2 separate regions of the Rattus norvegicus genome follow, and region 1 is linked to region 2. The links are chromatin contacts, called in public Hi-C maps. All regions are on one chromosome and are shown on one strand. The core of a region is the stretch at or near the end of the contact, and the rest is flanking DNA. Distances in the headings are between cores, read along the strand shown. Region 1 holds the start of Ndufaf6 (NADH:ubiquinone oxidoreductase complex assembly factor 6). Region 2 overlaps LOC108350932 (a long non-coding RNA gene).

Region 1 (7,542 bases), core at 2,929-5,428, 46 kb before region 2:
AGTCCTTCTCTTCCTCCATCTCTAGGCTCCTTACCCTCTGTCCCATCTCTAATATTCTCAGCCCGCCTTTCTTCTTCACTGCCCAATCACAGGCCTTGCCTTATCTTGTGCCCGCCCTTGCCTGCTTACAGACAGCAATCTACAGGGGGTAGGGTAGGGAGGGAGTTGAGACAGGCTCTTACATAGCCCATGCAGGCCTCTAATTCAGTAGACAGCTGAGCATGGTCTTGAACTCCTGTTTCCCTGTTTCTACAGCACAAGGGCTGCAACTAGAAATGAGAACCACCACAGCTTCCTTAATGAGCAAATCCATTCTGCTGGGCTTTATATATGAACAACAACAACAACAACAACAGCAGCAGCAGCAGCAACAGCAGCAGCAACAGCAACAACAACAGCAGCAGCAACAACAACAACAGCAGCAACAACAACAGCAGCAGCAACAACAGCAACAACAGCAACAGCATGTAAAAGAAAACGGAGCTGGGGGGGGGATGGCTCAGTGGTCGAGAGCACTTGCTGCCTTTCTACTGGATGTGTTCTGTTTGCTGCACCCACGTTGAATGGCTGACTACATGTACCTCCAGCTCCCCGGGGTTTGATGCTCTCTTCTGGCCTCTGTGGGAAGCCCTCCATGCATACGACATATAATCATATAATCATGAAAAAGAAATAGATCTGTAGAGGGAGTAGGCATTGTCAAGATGGCTCAGTGTTTAAAGACCCTGGTTACTAAGCCTTAAAAACCTGAACTCTATCCATGCCATCCACATGGTGGAAGGGAGACACAGACACAGACAGGAACATACACAGAGAGATGGGGAACCCAATATCAGAACTTAAAAAAAAAAATAATGCTAGTATACTGATCTGAAAACTATGAGAAAATTAATTCCTATTGACATTAAAAACAAAACAAAACAACAACAACAACAAAAACCTAAAGCAGGACTGGAGAGATGGCTCAGTGGTTAAGAGCACTGGCTGCTCTTCCAGAGGTCCTGAGTTCAAGTCCTAGCACCCACAGGGTGGCTCACAACCATCTGTAATGGGATCTGATGCCCTCTTCTGTCAAGCAGGCATCTGTGCAAATATTATGTGCACTCGGATGCATAAAATGCTTAAATAAAAAATGTATTTTAAAAAATACAAATACAGGATGGAGCTTTTGTGACAAGTTAGCCTGATTCTTGACGTGAGGAATGACGATCTCTTAACAAAGGCTGTGGAAGAATCTGAGATGGAGCAATATTTGGAACAACAACAAGACATTAATCAACCAAAGAGCAAGAAGATTGGGCTAAAGGCTGGGGAAAAGTGCCATTCTGTTTCGTACACAACGCAGGTCAATTACAGTCACAACCATACCAATTTGGCTTAAAGCCAACTTCGTAAAAAGTGCTTCTGTGGTCATTAACGATTTTCTTGTACAGGCAATGAGCTTTCTGTTGTGATTATACTCCAAATGAGAGTGTACTTAGTGTTCAAAGACAGATTTTGACATCAGAGAATTTGACTAAGAACATAGTTTCATATATTCACAGTTGCTCTTTTCCCCCTTCTTTTTCTTTGTTTTATACAGGTAGCCCACCCAGGTTCACAAACTCACTGAAGGGAAGGATGACTTTGAATTCTTTTTCAATGTTTTTAATTACAAAGTTTTTAACTATGTGTATGTTTGGGTAGCAGGGGTTGGATCTCTTCTGTAGTTGGTCTTTGCTACTTTGTGGACTCTTCTTTCCCCACCCTTTATCACCACCCCCCTCACACACACACACTTTCTCCTCCTAACACTATAGAAGAGAATGAAGGATAGAGGAGGGAGAAAGAGAGAAAGAGAGAGAGGGAGGGAGAGAGGGAGAAGGAGAGATCCCTGAATCTAATTTCTCTCCTTTTGTTTCTTCTTTGACCTCGGCTAACAAACTACAACCAACCTCCTTAAATGATCAACTCTTGAGGTTTGGTCTTTTGCTGTGTATTGTAATGCTAAATACTGGCCCCCAAATCTGGCTGCCTTCAGGAACAAGGAGATCCTCACATAACCAAGTGATACTATGTAACCTTGATCCTTAATTTAAAAGTATTGGTTGAATAAAGATGCCTACAGCCTGCGGCTGGGCAGAGGTAGGCGGAGTTTCTGTTGAGGTCTGAGGCACAGGCCATGAGGAGGAGACAGAGCCTGTGGAGGAGAAGCCTCCATGGGGAAAGGGGTTATGAAAACTGGCTGTGAGGGTTGTCCAGTCCTAGAAAGAGTGGCCTCGGTGGAACGTGGCAAGTATTATCTTGGGGTTATTGACAGAGAAGTAGACACTAGTAGCATAGAGGGTAGACACCTGCCCAGCTGTAGTGCTTTAAAGGCTTAACCCAAATGTAGAAGTTCTGTGTCTTTTATCTGGGGACTGAATGAGCTAAGGTGAGGTAGAAACCCTTGACTGAGGTTAAATATTTTCTACAACAACAGACTATCACCCCCTGCCTCTCTGGGACCTAACATTTATATACCCCCTGAAAGGTTCCCAGAATTCCAAAGGTCACACAATCACAGAAACTATCTGCAGCCGGAAAAAAAACCATGCCTTGCTAGAGCACAAGGAAAATCATAGTCAGCTGCTCTGGACAGTACTAATCAGTCTCACATCCTTAAGTCTGGAATGTAAACAAAAGTAAATTTGTGTGATATTTCCATGCTTTTTAAAGACTCTAAAATTCTAGAGTTCACAAAAGGTCACCACACTCCTCCTTGGAGCTGGAGTGACAGGTGGTTGTGAACCATGTGATGTGGATGCTGGGAGCTGACCTAGCTAGGGTCCTCTAAAAAAGTGACAAGTGCTCTTTTTTCGTTTTTTAAATTGAAAATGGTTTTTCATACAATATATTCTGGTCCTGGTTTTCTCTCCCCTACTTCCTTGGAGATCATCCTCACTTCCCCACTCAACTAAGTCTACATCCTCTCTTTCTCTCCCTCATTAGAGTACAAACAATTGTTCTTAACAACTGAGCCATCTCTCCCGGTATCCTTTGAATTCTTTATCTTTTTGCTCCTAACTCTCAAATGCTGGTATTATATGTGCGTGCCACTATACCTAGAATATTCAATTAATAATAGTTGGTAAGAACATATCATTTGCAGTATAGTATAATTTTTATTGTATTTTAAACTATTGTATTTAAATATTTAAATTAGCACATATTAATTATATATAATAACGGCTTTCATTATGGCATGTACATTATGTATTTCAACATGTTTGCCTCCTGTTGCCTTCTTTTGTCTCCTGCTCTTCTGAGCTTCCATTTTGTCTTCTGAGCTCCTTCACCCCATCCTGTATTTACTCCTTGACCCATCTCTCCAGCCTTATACTGGAATTCTAAATTCTCCACTGGCAAAAGGCTTTGGCTCGATTCCTAGCGGAGAGGCTACTTTTCTTTCTCAGGTTCACAACTTTATCTTTTGTCTTGTTTCAAACTCACTGTGTAGTGTAGGCTGGCTTTGAACACTCGACACTTCTTGTCACAGCCTGCTTAGGGCTGGTGTTACACAAGTAACAAAACAAATGAGTCTGCCCTCTTGGGCTTTTAGAGCGTGGTGAGAGACAACCAATGGCAAATGATAATACTGTTACCAATTACTTTTTTAAAAAGAAAAGACAAAAGGAAAGAAAGTAAATTCTGCCCCCTCCCCCCTTTTCCCTCCCTCTCTATCCATTATCAAGTGGTTGATAATGGAGGCATAACCTGTTGCATCTCGCAAGCATCTTTGTTTTTCTCTTGGAGGTAGAGTGGCTAGTCAGTTGCACTCATTGAGGTCCACGCTGGGAGGTCTCTGGGAATGTGTGTGGGTGAATAGTGGGCATTCAGGTACAGCATGCTTCCTGCGGTGCAGTTACAAGCTAAGAGTCAACAGCGCCCTTGTAGAGGACCAAAGGAAGACGGGGGTCTCTGGGTGGCGGGATGTAACGTCAGTCGCTTCTTCTTTGAAAAGGAGGCACCCATCCCTTTTGGCGTTCCGGAGTCCAGTGAGGGCAGACGCTGGAGAGGACAGCCAAATCACCAGTGTGCGGGACCACAGCGACATCTGGCTCCGGTCTGAGTGGCGTCCTTCCTCTGCTGAGTTGCTGAGCTCTGCCGGGGGCGTGGCCGCTTGCCGGGGGCGTGGCCTCAGGGTCGGAGGGCACGTAAGAAGGTGTCATGGCGACCTCCATGCTGGGATCAGTCCCCGGTCCAAGGCCGTTCGGTTTGGCTGGTCTGTTCCGTCGCCGACCGCCTCGGGATCCGTGGGAACGTGTGCGGCGCCTGCCGAGGCTCTCGGCAGTCCGGCGCAGCGTGGCTGCAGCCAGCGGGCCGGGCATCCCGGATTCCCACCTCTATTGCCTGGAGCTGCTGAGGTGAGCGGCCGCGCCCGGGGGACTTTCCATCCCCGAGAGCCCAGAGCCCGTGGAACGAGGAGTGCTGAACCTGGAGCCTGGGGCTGCCTCCTCGCGGCCCGGCCCTGCGTTCTGCTGGGCCCCGTGCTGGTGCTTGGAGGAGGCCGCACGTGGCCATGAAATCCTGGCAGGATTTCTTCTTCAACTCAACACATCACTCTGCCTGAAGCCCAATTTTAAGGGACCCTTTGCATGGATAGCACTTTTTATTCGTGGACAGCTAGTGACTTTAACACCGTTAACTGACTTTGGGCTCTGTATGCTGTACTATATAAAGTGACTCACGGGGGCTGCGGATTTTTAGGTCGGTTGGTAAGGTGCTTGCCTAGCGTGCTTTGGATAAACACATCTCTCAGAACTTGGCACGCTCGCCTTTGACTCATCCTGTTAGGAGGTACGGGCTGGAGGCTCAAGTTTGACTACAAAGCAACCTCAAAGCTAAAAATTTGTTTACAAAAATAAAGTCCAAATCAACTTATTTAACGCTCCTTAAAAGTTGTAATTCCCGTAAGGGATTTTTAAGAAAGAGCATTTAGTTCTTTTTTTTTTTTTTTTTGGAGCTGGGGACCGAACCCAGGGCCTTGCGCAAGAAAGAGCATTTAGGAGCTGGAGAGATGGGTTAACGGTTAAGAGCGCAGGCCTCAGGGGAGGGGGAGGGGTTAGGGGGGATGTGGGCCCGGAAACCGGGAAAGGGAATAACACTCGAAATGTAAATAAGAAATACTCAAGTTAAAAATAATAATAATAATAATAATAATAATAATAATAATAATAATAATAATAATAATAAAGAAAAGAGCGCAGGCCGCTCTAGAGGACCCAGGTTTGATTCCTAGCACCCACAGGAGATCTAATGCTCTCTTCTGGCCTTCTTGGGCACTAGATAGGCACATGGTGCATAGGCATATGTGTAGGCAAAACACTCATACACATACAAACAAATACAATTTTTAAAATGAAGTTTAATAGTTTTAAGGAAATTTTCCTGAGATTTATAAGAACAGCCTCGTATGTTTTGTTCACCTGGTATCAGGAAAGACATCTGGGAGTTCCTCCATGGACATGTGGGGGTGTGGGGATGGGTTGGGCGGTCTTGGAATTGAGCCCTGTGAATAATCAATGGCTTATTTTCCTCCACCCACACTACCCCTGCATTTTGCCCTTCCTTGCTAACAGCAGTTATCCAGTATGGTTTTTGTTCGTTTGTTTTGAGACAGGGTTTTTCTGTAGCTTTGGTTGACCCTGTAGACCAGGCTGTCCTGAAACCCAAGCTCTGCTGCTCTCTGTCCCAAGTGCCACGTCTGTTTTGTCTTGTTGTTTTTATTATGTGTTGTGTTTACTTCACGTGTATGAGTAGTTTTGCCTGAATGTACTGTGTACATGCCTAGAGCCACAGATCAGATTCCCTGGAACTGTTGGGAGCCAGTGTGATGTTGGGAATCAAACAGGGGCCCTCTGGAAGAACGGCTAGTGCTCCTAAGCGGTCAGCCATCTCTCCGGCCTCTGTATCTGGTTTTAAAATGCTTGTTTTCAAGGACTTCTGAGCATTACTAAAATAACTAAATCACCTTGGATTTAATTGGGGAAGTGAATCTGAGAAATGCAATTGCATCCGTGTTCGCCCAGTGTTTTGGGTTCCTCCCACTCTGAGCAAGGACTGAGTTTACAACTCTGGCTGTCACCCTGCCATGTTTTGTTACCGTTTTCTTTCTGGTCAGAGCCTGGTGATGCTAGACAAGCTCTGTCCCACTGAGCTATATGATAGCCATTCTATTCCTAGAAAGCTTCTCAAGTGCTCGAGAGCTGCCCTTGAGATCCTGAAATTGTGGACTTGCAATCTCTTGCTGTAGCCTCCTGGGTAAACACTGTACCCATTTTTTGGATACGCAGACTTTTGCCAGACTTGGTTCTGGTGTTCTTTTGACAATAATCTTTCCAGTCTTTGGTTTATGTTCAAGCCGTTAGCTTGTTTTATATTTTCTGTGGCCCCAGCTTGGAATGTTATTCTTTCAAAAATACATGGAGGTCCTAGGAACCAATGCCCATATTTAGGTAATTGGTATTATTTGTTGATGCTGGGGGAATGGGGTCTATTTGTGCTTCTAGACTCTTTTAGCAAATGCAGAAATGCATACACACATTGTTTCTGTTTGTTTGAGATAGGGTTTTTTGTGTGTAACAGTGCTAGCTGTCCTAAAACTCACTCTGTAGTCTACCTCTGCCTCCTGAGTGCTGGGATTAAAGGCATGCGCCACCATCCTGCTGGTTTATACATCTTATTTCTGCGTCTTTCTATGTATCTGTAATAAAAATGTACTTAAACTATTTTTCTTTATACCTACCTGCCCCCCACAACCTTTCTTCATTGTTATTTTGAGACAGTTTCATGTAGCCTGGCTAGCCTCGAGCTCCTGATACTCCTACTTTCACTTCTGAAATGCTATGTGTATGTATGTATGGATGTATGTATGTTTGTATGTGTGTATATATATCATATATCAGCATATCCAGCTTTGCTTTTTTCCTTTATAGCTCATTTCAATTTTTACTAAAAGCAAAATGTTCTGAAGCAATTACAAGTGCTTTGTAAATAAAAACAAAATAAAGATTTCCCTCTTAACATGTTTGTGATGAGAAGCAGATTTTTTTTTAATAGAGAAATAGTTATGTGAGAACTGAGGCCTACTGTGATCCATAGCTTCACTGTTTGTAGTTTTTTTTGTCAGTATTTTGTGTGCAGCTCGGAAAGTGAAGATTAACTACCTTCTTTTCTCTGTTTCTGTTTGTTGTAGGAAACGGGATTATGAAAGCTACTTGTGTTCCTTACTGTTCCCTGCAGAGTGTCAAAGGTCTGCTTCTGCACTGCGGGCCTTCAATGTGGAACTGGCTCAGGCTGGTATTAAAATACCTTAAAATATTATGACAAGATGGTTGTAGGGTGTACTTAATAATGAACAGTAAAGAAATCGAGTAATCCACGTTAGACGACTTAAAGTCGTTGCTAGTGGTTTCTTTCTCTTGCTAGCTACTCAGGCTTGGTTAGTACCAAGAAATAAAACTAGTCGGTGAGTTTAATGTTTCTGGAAATGATATTCTGGATTTTTAAGTTTTCCTGAGT
Region 2 (6,832 bases), core at 3,612-6,111:
AATTAAAAAATTAAACCACATCCACTCTCTCGCCACTATGTCTCACACTATCAAGAGTGCCATGAGAGGGAGTGTGGAGAAACGGGGTGAGCAGTAGCGCACGGGCAGAAGGAGATCCTGAGACCGTTGGAGTCCTTGGCATTCGTGTGGTTTCCTGACTCTGGAATTTTCCTGGGAAATGAGACAGATATGTTGTCCCATGACAAAGAATTCCTTAGAGATTAGCTATGTCTGGGAAACCCAGAGGAAGTACAGAGTGGGCACGTGACGAGAGAAATCTAAGGAATTTGAAGGGACATGTTTAAAGTTAAATTTTAATTAAAAGCTGTCTATTGTTAAACCAAAGAAACATGGTGACACATGCCTGGAACCCAGTACTTGAAGTGCTGAGCAATAGGGATTGCCTGGAGTTCGGGGCTAGTGTGGGCTACACAATAAACCCCTGCCCACATAATAAATAAATAAATAAATAAATAAATAAACAAACAAACATTCTACTTAGAAAACTTAGGAGGGGGAGGAAATGCACAAAGAAAATTAACTGTATTTCCACTATCCTGAAATGGCAATTCTTGGCATTTTGCCGTATATGTTTTTCAAATGTTTTTAAGTTGAATGTATAATTTCTGATACTTATGATTAAGTATTTGCAACTGAAAATGAGTCTCGTTAACCACTTTAGGTGTATGGAGAGGAACAATACCGACATTCACATAGTGCAGGCACTATGACCTGAATGCTTTTCATTTTACAAGACTAGAACTTGAGTCATTATAAATAACATAACTTCCAAGACGCCTTCCTGAAAGCCCAGCCCTCTGGAGGCAGAGGCAGAGAGAACCAAGGGCTGGAAGCCAGTCTGCACCACAGCAAGTTCTAGGTCAGCCTGAACTAATGGCAAGACCAGGTCTGATCTATTTTCTGCTGGGTTATATTCTAGGCCATCATCAGTGACCATTAGTTCCCCTGGGCTTTTCAATGGCTGACAGAAATGGTCACTGTCATCTGTGCTGAACTCTACAATGTTTGTCCTGTCTGGCTCAGACTGCTGATAGTTCATGTAAGGGACCAACGGTAGAGCACTTGATATAACCTCTGCTCTGAACCCCAACACACACACACACACACACACACACACACACACACAGATACACACACATACACACACACTCACACACACACACAGACACATACTCACACACACACTCACACACACATACACACACTCACACACACTCACACACACTCATACACAGACACACACTCACACACACACTAACACACACACAGACACACACAGACACATAAGACACAGACAGACAGACACACACACGCAGACACACACAGATAGACAGACACAGATATATACAGACACACACAACACATACACACAGACAAGCATATGGACACACAGGTAGACAGACACACACAGATATACACAGACACACACACAGATATACACAGACACACACACATACAGACACACACTGACACATACATACAGACAGACAGATACACACACACAGACAGAAACAGATATATACAGACAGACAGACAGACAGACAGACAGACACACACACACACACACACACACACACTCCTTGCAGTCTGGAGACCTGTACCTCGAAAGTTCTCTCCTCCCATCTCTTCACATACACACAGAGTCTGTGCCTTCAGGTGTCCCTCTGACTGACTACACCCCTCCACTCTCTCATCTCTGAAGTGTTTCCAATTGTAGGACATTTGTAACTGCGCATTAATCCTCTGTTGTTAGGAGAGACAACCTTTAAATGAGGTCTCTGGTGACCTTTCCATTGCCGCCGGGTCTCACAGAACATCTGCAAACAAGTCTTAGGTTCTTTTGCCTGGCTATGGGATGCAGACAATTATCCTGTTTTCAAGCATAAGGTTTTGGGTGAGACATGGCTAAGTCTGTCTGAGCTGGAAGTTAAGAACTGAGGTAAACTGATGAAGGGAGGTAAACTCTGAAGGCCCATCCCTCACCACCTCTCCCCCAAGCCCCACCCCTGTCAAGTAACCTGTCTTGGTCCACTCGCCCTCCGAGGAATAAATGGGCCATCAGTAAATGGCCCCGAGACGGAGATACCTGTGCGGGTCAGGTTTTAAATAGATTTCCTCCTCAGGATGTGGTCTGCATGCAGAAAGGAAATAGGACAATAGCAAACAGAACATGGAAGCAAGTGATTAACCTGGAAAGGGCTGTACAGCACAGACGTCCGCCTTGCCTTTGCAACTAGATCGTTTTTGGTGATGATGGTGGGTGATCACAGCTGATAAACTGTTCGGTCTAGAGGTTTTCCACTTTACATGGCTTCTGACTACATGGATTCCAGGCCATCAGACCCACCGCTTTACATTTATACAAGAACTAGAGCCAAGTAGATGGGAATCGGACATCTTTAGAAAGGAAACTAACTCAGAGGGTGTTGGAAAACGTTGGCTGGATGATCCAGTTCTCGGCAGCGTAAGCTATTCGCAGGAACTTCTCCACACAAAGCTCTGACCTGGAGTATCTTCACCAACAAGTGCATCGTTTCCTGTTTCCCTGGGCATTTCCTGCTGGATTTTCACACACTGTACAAGGGGGTGTGACGGTGGCTTTCTTTATTCCTGTAGCTGGACAAACCAGGGTTCAGCAAAATCAAGTTCGTTTGCTTTCTTCCCCCGCCCCCCACCCTCCTTGCCCGACTCAAGGTTACTAGAAAAACAGGATTAGAATCCAGAATCAGGGTTGGCTGCCTCTCTCCCAGCGTCTCGCTCCAACCTTTAGGTAAAGCCTAGTCTCAGGGCACTTTTCATTTGCTGACTCGTTGAAACAATGCAATTCTGAGTCAGGTAAACATGCTTCAGCCGAATGAAAGCCAAGTGTCTACTATGTTTCTTTTCGGGATAATTTTGTTTACAGTGATTGCTTTGCTGCATTCCACAGGATACATTGTGTTCTCGACGGGGCAAGAAGTCTGTATTTAAATGTCACTATCTGGTGACTTGGTGTCTGTTCTTTGCATCCGATGACATCTGGCAGTACCCAGAGGTCCTGATGACACAATGCACAGCATTGCCCCTGTCTTTCCTTTAGCTGGGGCTTAGTAGAATCTTAGATTTTGGAGGGACTTCATGGGCTCATTCAGTTGCAGCTCAGTAACACGATACAGTACCCAGCGCAGTAACACGATAATCTCTTCCATAGTAATCTGGGCAGTAACTGTCGCTCCTTGTTCCCAACATCTCTACAACAAGGCACTCACAACTGAACAAGGCAGTTAAATCCACTTTCTTCTTTTGGAGACAGGCACTCAATATATAGCTCTGACTGGTCTAGAACTTAAGTATGGAGATGAAAGGCGTGGGCCATCGCTCCTAGTTTGATTCCATTTTGAATACTGAGTTCCTGCATAGTTCTTCATGCTGCCACAATGAACTAAGATTTGGTCTCCCTGTAACTTTTGTTCTTTTGGCCCCGACCTGTTGCCGGACATGTGAGATTGAAGTCAAATAATTTGAGTTGGCTGTAAGGTTTAACCCTTTGCTGTGATGAGTCTGTACGGTTTCATTTTGCCTCCTGACTGGGCATTTGGTAAGGATTTTTTTGTTCCCTTGGTTGTTCCTCTTTTGTAGCTTGTATGAGTGTCAGTCTTCGATTTGCCAGAGAAAAGGAAAGAGTCTATGTAATCGCGGTACCCCCTGAGAGAGATAGTTTAAAGCTTCTGAGATTGGCTGAGATGGCTCTGTAGGGAAAGGTACCTGACATCCCTCCATCCCAAAGGTAGAAGAAAAATCATCCTGAAAGTTTTCCTCTGTCTTCCACAAGTCAACACACACACCCAGATAAATAAATCAAGTTAAAAAATGTTCAACAAGGGGCTGGGGATTTAGCTCAGTGGTAGAGCGCTTACCTAGGAAGCGCAAGGCCCTGGGTTCGGTCCCCAGCTCCGAAAAAAAGAACCAAAAAAAAAAAAAATGTTCAACAAAAACCTTGAGATAGGCCCTTGTTATGTAAATTCAGACTCTTGATTCTCCTGCCTCAGTCTCCCCAGTGCCGAGATATCATAGACCGGAAACCGGAAGCTCCAGCTCTGGCTAGAGGGAGCTTTCGATTCAGACAGATCCAAACTCAGACATTCCAGTCGTAGCCTGCTCTTACTTCCAGTGGGACAAAAATAATTATGGGATCATTTTTTCAGGGAAAAAAAAAAAAGCCTAAAGAATGCTTTACTTCAATGGGTGATTGGAATAAAGGATTATTACCAAGTGATGATGGGAAGCCCCCAAAGATACAATCCTGAATATTGAAATCCTCGCTGATCATCCTTGAAGCCTGAACTCCAGGATCATCGTCCCCAGAGATTCAAATCCTGAGTGCTGAAATCCTAAAACCTCAATCAAGACCCCCAACCCGGAATTCCCACATTGCTGGGAAACTGCTACATAAAAAAGGGCGGTAAGTCCAGCCTCCGGAAGGGGGCAGGGCAGTTGGGGAGGGGGTGGGGAGGGATTAGCTGCATGGTACCGCAGGGGTGAAACTTCAGTGTGTTTATTATCTGCATTGACACCCCTTCAAGTTCTTGATGCACTTACACTGCACTTGTGTGAAGAAGCCAGAAAAGTTAACTGGTCCCACAATTACGGAGGTGAGGAGCGACAGGATGTTCACCTGCTGCCGTTTAGTCCGCAGCCATTTTCTGTCAAACGCGTGGCCAGTACGTGAATACCCGCAGAACGGACTTTTGTATATTCAAAATAATGCGCGCTGCGACGTGGGAGACGGAGAAAGTGGGAGGGAATGCTACGTCAGCGAACATCAAATCACGGATAAAAAGTAAAGCTAGCAGGCTGGGGCTGGAGGCGTGGCTCAGCGGTAGAGCCCTGGCCGCTCTTGCAGAGGACTGGATATTTGGTTCCCAGCGCCCTTGTGGTGGGTCGCAGTCATCTGTTCTCCAGTCCCAGGGGAATACGATGACTGCTTTCGGCCTCGGAGGCACATTGGTGCGTGTACACACACACAAAAATAAGTAAGTGTGGGGGGAAAACCACTGTGTACTATCTAAAAGGTGACTGAAGATTTTTTTCCTCCTGAGAACCCCCCCCCAAAAAAAAAGAAAGTAAAAAAGCAAAAAAGCAGATATTCGCTGATTCAAGACTTATATAAAATTTAATGATAGTTGCCCACTGCTATGGACTTACTTGTAGGCGATTGCCTACAACCCACCCGCAAAACACACTTTATTTTTGGTTGTGAGTCTGACCTTTAATGGCTGAGCCAGCTCTCCAGCCCATACACTTTTAATATGTTAATATGCGTAAGCTTTACTTCTTGTTTTACTCTCTTCCCACACAGTGTTAAACCTTCAACTTTACTTTCTACACCTCACCATGTTATATATTTCCTCCCCAGGTCTTCTCAGATATTAGATGCTTTTATTAAAAAAAAGATTTTATTTGTTTTATGTGAGTACTCTGTCGCTGTCTTCAGACACACCAGAAGAGGGCATCAGATCCCATTACAGATGCTTGTGAGCCACCATGTGGTTGCTGGGAATTGAACTCAGGACCTCTGAAGGAACAGTCAGTGCGCTTAACTGCTGAGTCATCTCTCTAGTTCGATGCTTTTTTTTTTTTTTTCCTGTTGTTTACTTTTTTTTGGTGGTGGGGGGAATGGGATTCCGGGGTGAATTAGACATGGTCTTTCTATGTCATCTTGGCTGTCCTGGAATTCACTGTGTAAACCAGGCTGGCCTTAAGCCCACAGAGATGTACTTGCCTCTGCTGGGATTAAAGATACTCATCAGCATGTCTATCCTCTAGATGCATTTTTGGCAAAACCAGTTCTGTGAAGAAACATTGTTATAGTTGATTTGATGTGATAAAGATCTTAAAATCTCAGTAGGGACATGGTGGCTCATGACTTTAGTCCCCAACACTCCAGAGGTAGAGGCTGACGGATCTCTGAGTTCCAGGCCAGCCTGCTCTTCAGGGCAAGTTTCAGGACAGGTAGAGCTAACAGAGAAACTGTGCCTCAAAAATAAAACAAACAAACAAACAAACAAACAATCAAATGTCAAATTTTCTTTGAGACAAAGAGATTGTCTTTTGTATATCTCCATTTGGGAAAGATAACGTTTCTTAAGATCTTGGCTCTTTGAGTAACTGCATAAACAATGTGTTCCTGATACGACCCATTGTGTGTGTGTGTGTGCGCGTGCGTGCTTTCTTGTAGTGCTGGGATTGAACTGAACACTGCCATGTGTTAGGCATGTGCTCTACCCAATACTGAGCGATATCCATGCTCCCCAGTGAGTTTTATTTATCTTACAAAACATGCAAATCGCTCACCAACCACAGTTATAAAGATGAATGCACGAAACTATTAACCAAGAGATATATATGTCCATTGTGCATTTTTTGTTTGTTTTATGAGATGGAGGTCTCACTGTGTAGCACTGGCTGGCCTGGAGATTCCCAAGTAGGACCAGGCTGGCCTTGAACTCATAAAGATCTACCTGCTTTAACTTCCCAAGTGCTGGGATTAAAGGCCTGTGCCACCACTTCCACTCTTGCATTTTTTTTTAATTTATTTTATGTGTCTGACTATTTTGCCTGTATGTATGTCTCTGTGGGGGTGACATCGGTGACATCTGTGAAGTTAGAAGAGGGTGTCAGATCACTGGGACTGGTGTTATACACACTTGGGAGCTGCCATGTGGTTGCTAGGAATTGAAGCTGGATCCTCTGAAGAGCAGCCAGTGCTCCTAACCATTGAGAAACCTCCCCAGCTCCCCGACCCCCATGTTGATAGTCCAGACTGGACTTG

What was found. A called contact is a pair of places that touch in the nucleus more often than the background predicts.
Region 1: a Hi-C map of mammary epithelial cells shows a contact between it and region 2, with 3 times the contacts expected there. The contact joins the promoter of Ndufaf6 here to the enhancer-like site in region 2. A contact is called at or near these places in 9 of 12 Hi-C or Micro-C datasets (the A7r5 cell line, the Rat2 cell line, Schwann cells and 5 more).

What each region holds. Positions count from the first base shown.
Region 1 is chr5:28,965,866-28,973,407 of GRCr8, reverse strand. Ndufaf6 (NADH:ubiquinone oxidoreductase complex assembly factor 6) reads left to right here and starts at 4,178. Exons shown (of 9, transcript NM_001276441.1): 1 at 4,178-4,385; 2 at 7,217-7,316. The coding sequence starts at 4,189.
Region 2 is chr5:28,920,805-28,927,636 of GRCr8, reverse strand. It overlaps LOC108350932 (a long non-coding RNA gene), which reads right to left. Exons shown (of 5, transcript XR_010066493.1): 4 at 4,600-6,832. Among named protein-coding and RNA genes, the nearest start is that of Plekhf2, 20 kb to the right of the region's middle. Within about 2 kb of position 4,861, at least 12 of the 93 cell types and tissues checked have an H3K27ac peak or open chromatin away from gene starts, as enhancers often do. A contact at or near this core is called in liver, where this site is marked.